Regions from separate parts of the Capsicum annuum genome. Here region 2 is linked to region 1. The links are chromatin contacts, called in public Hi-C maps. All regions are on one chromosome and are shown on one strand. The core of a region is the stretch at or near the end of the contact, and the rest is flanking DNA. Distances in the headings are between cores, read along the strand shown. Region 1 has its middle 31 kb from the start of LOC107853485. Region 2 holds the start of LOC107839997 (probable carboxylesterase 2).

Region 1 (2,700 bases), core at 87-2,586:
TTTTCATTAATTTGAACTTTCTTGTGCTGAGTCCCATAATAGAATTTAGTTACTATAATCTAATACATGCATTATATTCTTTCGATCTCAATTTAATTTTCATAATAGTGTTCGAATTTTAAGAATCAAATCAAATTATTTTTTTAATGCAACTTTTTAGAATAATAAAACCACACATAAATTATATATTTTTTATTAATTTCATACTTAAATTATTAAAAAATCACACTATTAATTTTCGTATTTAAAACTCATTATGAGATCCAAGTGGCCTAAAAAAGGGGCTACACTCCCTTTGTGTGTGGTATGTGAGGAAGAACCAAAAACAATAATGTTATGATATCATTAATTAATTAATAAATTATTTTTGTTTCTTTCTTCGTTCAATTTTCTTCTCTCTCCTAGTCCTATTCAATTTTCTTCGTTTCTTTCATTCTTCTTAAAAGATCACAATAAGTTTTATTTCATCTTTTATTACAGTAATAGTTAAAAAAAAATTATCTTTATTACACACCATAGTACATCTTAATGGAACAAATCGAGTATTTAGTTAAAAATATTATAGGCATTAATAATTTACTAATTATTATTTCCTTTATTATAGTAATTATATAACTTTTTAAGAATCTTTTTAACATTCAACGGTGGAATACCTTTTTTCCTTTTCATTCGATGTTCAATTAATTCGAATCGCACATTGCAAAATCTATTTTTAAGATAACGCTCTTAATAAAATTACATTTAATTATCCTATCACTACACCATAATCCATGTCCGTGAAATATAAAAAACATACGATAAAACTATTTGCTATTTTTTTATCTAATGTAAAAGGAAAACAGTTAGACGGTTCACCCACCATACCAGTTTTCCTTTTTCCCTGCCCCACACACAGCCGGTCCATTCAATTTATTTATATCTCCTTCCCACCATTAACAATTTTCCATCACTCTTAATATCCCTCACTTCACTATTTTCTCTCAATTCACAATTGCCATGGCTTCCAATACCGAAGAAGCAGCAGTTGATATGACCCCTTTTTTCATTCTCTACAAAGATGGGAGCATCAATAGATTACGTCCAGACGTTAATGCACCTCTCTGTGACGATCCACAAGCTCCTGTTAGATCAAAGGATGTTTTAATTCAACCTGAAACTGAGTTTCCGCACGTTTATTTCTCCCTAAAATAACTAACCCAAACCGAAAACTCCCCGTTGTGATTTACATTCATGGCGGGCCGGGGCTTTCTGTATTGGATCACCATGTTCCATTGTTTTTCATAATTTCATCAGCACTTTAGTCGAAAAAGGCTAATTTTATTGCTGTTTCAGTTGATTATAGACTTACCCCTGAACATCCATGTTCTGGTACGTATGAGGATTCGTGGGCAGCATTTCAATGGGTAATTTCACATGTTAATGGAAAAGGTTCAGATTCATGGCTAAATGATCATGCTGATTTTTCTAAGATTGTCGTTGGTGGAGAGTGTATTGTTGAGCTACATGACAAGACCATAGTTATTAGTGGAGTGGGCTAGTCCATAGTATTTGTGTATATATTTTGTATGATGGCCCATACAGTGTATATGGCCCAATGTCTTATTTATTAGGAAAAAATATCTAAAGTAGCATATTTAAGTATTAAATTACAAAAAATAACAATACTTTTATCAAATTACATTTTGTAGCATATGTATTCGTATGTATTTGTACTTTTATAGCAACAGTTTGCAAAAATATAAAATATATATCGATCATAAGGACAGTAAAAATCATATATATTTGTATTTTTGTAGCAATAGTTTGCAAAAATACAAAATACAACTTGTTATATTATATAATTATGAAACTGTTGCAATGAAACTCATAATTAAGGGAATAAGTATGTTATTTCTGAATTTTGCCCTATTTATTATCCAATTTTATTACTTCATTTCGGGTCATGTATATATATTGTTTGACCCACATTATGTGGAACACTGATTCATAATTGAAGAGATCAGTTACAAGTATTAGATATTTCCCTCTCTTTTCTCTCTTCCCGAAGCTTCGTTTCTCATCGAAGTTTTGCTCTGAATCTGGTATATTCTCGCTTCTAACATAGTATCAGAGCTTAGATCCTTATAGATATTCTCCATGGATTTCTTCCGATCCTACCCTTGTGGTTTATTGTTGGAATTTTCGTGAGTTTTTTTATCTGGCGAACTCCGGTAACCTTTGGTTTTACCTTGAAGGTTTTGATTTCATCCGATTTTTGGTGTTTTCTATGCGTTGCTATAATGGGCTGATCGGAATCTTCATGGATCTTCCACCACTGTCTTTCGGTGCTTCCATTAACATTTTTCTCGAATTTTGTGTTTTTTTGTCAGTTTTTTTGGCATTCAAGACCGTCTTCTTCCGGTTGCGAAGGTGTTGGAAACTTTCTCTCTTTTTTGTGACTGGATATTGTTGCTCATATAGTCAAATATGTCGTCAACTATGGACCCCTCTGCTTCCACGGCTACTAGCCGGACTGTCTTTCACAGTGAGGACTATACTCACTTTTATCATCCTTTATACGTTCACCCTTCCAATATGTTGGGTGCTTCTCTTGTGTCTTGTCACTTTGATAGAACATTAGATATTTTCCTCTCTCTTCTCGAAACTTCGTTTCTCATCGAAGTTTTGCTCTGAATCTGGTATATTCCTAGTTTTCAATAT
Region 2 (2,700 bases), core at 53-2,552, 75 kb before region 1:
CCCATTGCTATCCCTACATGTTCAACAGCAAAATTTCCTGCTGCTCATCTATACTCACCTATACTGAAGATTAACCAATACATGACCGTAAACTGCATTATTACATTTCATGATACACAAGCAGAGCGCGCAAATTCAATTGAACCCTGCTTTTAGCTAGACTTATGCATACGCAATTAGAAAAGCTAAAACATTTATAAATATAATCACCGTTATTCTGAATTCGCTAACTCTAGATTCTGAATTGACATAATTACCATGTCTTATCATAGAACAACCCAAGAAGTGGACCAGAGTATTCATCAAGTCCTTGGCTTTCTCAGAAGTTGGATTAAATAAATGGAAGACATGTCCCTCCCCTTCTGTTTCTTTTATCCTCAATTCACCTTTCCACCCAATTTTCTTCATTGTTTCGTAATAAGTCCAAGCTCTGTCCCTCAAATAATCTTTACCAGCAGTAAAAACATAAATCTTGGAGCATTTCAATTTCGACAGAATCTTCGGATGAGCTGCTGGATTGAATCTTGGATCATCAATCCCGTTAGTTTTCGGGCATAAATACGTCCATAAGGCATCAGGCTTACCATTACCGAAATATGGATCCACTAGTGCCATCCCCACTGGTGACAGGACAAAATGACTTTCCTTACTTGCACGAATCATGATGTTGTTAGCAATATTAGCTCCAGCGCTATCACCAGCTAAGAAAACACGAGAAAAATTGGCATGTTGTTTAAGCCAGGGCTCTTTCCCTCGTGCAGCCCAATTCATTACATCCCATGAATCATCATAACATGCTGGAATTGGATGCTCTGGAGCTAGTCTGTAATTAATTGATACGACCAATACATTTGCCTGAGCTGTTAGCTTGTGGAGGTAACTATCATACAGGGGAGAAAATGCTGACTGTATGCAAAAGCCTCCCCCATGGATGTAAAAAAGAAGAGGAAATTTCTGATTTTTTCTACTGATTTTGGGCAGGTAAAGTCGTGCTGATACGTCTTTTTGAGGCAAAATTGCAACGTCTTTGGATTGAACTCCTGTCTTGGGATTGTTTGATGGAGGGACAAACTTGATCTCTTCATACCTATGAACAGTTCCATTAGCATAAACTTGAAAAAATGGATACAAATTCAGAGCTTTTTCTGCAAAGGTGGAATTCATACATAGGCAGATAGTGATTAGAAATAATAAAGGAAAATGAAGATGAGGGGGAAAATGTAGTGCCATTATTGAGTTAAGGTAGGTAGTGAATAAATGAATGGAACGTAGATTTTATAGAAGTTTGTGACTCAAATGAGAGGAGCAACCGTAAAACATGTGTGTGGGGGACATTAAAGCGTGACAGATTGGGTGCCCACGTGTAGGGGTGGTAATGGTGCGGTGAGATTGTGGTGCGGGTTTTTTCCCGCAAATTTTGAAACTGCCCCGCATCATCTTTAAAATCCGCATAAATCCATCTCACACTCATATCCGTACATACCCGCACCGCACAACACCACATTTTTATTTTTTTCTTTTTTGAAAAATGTACAACTCCATTAAAAATCATAATATTTTCATTGCTAGGAAATAGTAACAACCAATTTCTATTATATAACTTTTCACTAAGAAATTGTTAGAAAAGAATCATGTCTACAAGTAATGATCAAATATCAAATTGCATTAAGATGAATAAAAAATTTTAAAAGTTATAAAATTATTTATTTGCAATGTTATATAAGTAGTTTTAAGCATGATAAAATTTATGTGAAGAATACATACTCCCTTCGTTTAAAAAAGAATGACCTAGTTTGACTTGACACGGAGTTTAAGAAAATAAAAAAGACTTTTGAATCTTGTGGTGTTAAATTAAAGATATGTCAAATGTACCAAAAAGCCCTTCAATCTTGTGGTCTTAAACATGTCATGTGGAAAGTTAAAATTAAAAAGTTGCTAAAAAGGGAAAGGGGTCATTCTTTTGGAAACAGACTAAAAAGGAAAGTAGGTAATTCTTTTTGAAACGGAGGGAGTATAATTTTAGGTAGATTCACGAGAATAATGCTAATTTTTAACTTTTTGTTTTTAGTTTAAACCGGATATACCAGCAACCCACCCCCACCCCATTTAAAAAAGAACTTACTCCAACCCGCCCCGCACCCACATAGCCTTAAACAACTATGATATCTAATACTGAATCTTAACCAATACATGACAGTAAACTGCATTATTATATTTCATGATACACAATGATACAAGTTCAAACTTACAACAAGGAATCAAGAGAACAACAAGAACAACATCACTAGAGAATCAAAGGCCTCACTCGGCTTCTCTAGGTTTTCAAGGCAACAACAACAATTTTCAACAAGATAGATAAATAACACAAGATTGCAATAACTATAGTGAATCGAAAGAGCCCCACACGGCTTCACTATATCAAGATACAAACAACAAGATTACAAAATGATGGATAGTAATTTGACACAAAATATTCTAAAATCTAAGAACCCTAACATGAAGATTAGGACCCTAAGACTAAAAGATATTTACACCAAATTCTTACTTGAGTCAAGAGGAGCTCATGACCCTCAAGACCCCAAGTTTCTAGCCAAAGAACAACAAAAGTGTTACTACACTTTGTTGTCTAGTTTTGGGTTCACTCTCAAGAACAAGTGAGAGAAGTTCTCAAATATTACAAGACTTGTGTAGTGAAAATAT

Evidence for each region. Hi-C and Micro-C count contacts between places; a contact is called where the count stands out from the background.
Region 2: a Hi-C map of leaf shows a contact between it and region 1, with 1.8 times the contacts expected there. The contact joins the promoter of LOC107839997 here to the enhancer-like site in region 1. A contact is called at or near these places in 2 of 5 Hi-C or Micro-C datasets (both in leaf).

What each region holds. Positions count from the first base shown.
Region 1 is chr1:153,551,022-153,553,721 of UCD10Xv1.1, reverse strand. It overlaps the pseudogene LOC124887995. Among protein-coding and RNA genes, the nearest start is that of LOC107853485, 31 kb to the right of the region's middle. Within about 2 kb of position 1,336, at least 5 of the 5 cell types and tissues checked have an H3K27ac peak or open chromatin away from gene starts, as enhancers often do. A contact at or near this core is called in leaf, where this site is marked.
Region 2 is chr1:153,626,254-153,628,953 of UCD10Xv1.1, reverse strand. It overlaps LOC107839997 (probable carboxylesterase 2), which reads right to left and starts at 1,302. Exons shown (of 1, transcript XM_016683682.2): 1 at 1-1,302. The coding sequence starts at 1,230. The coding sequence ends at 163.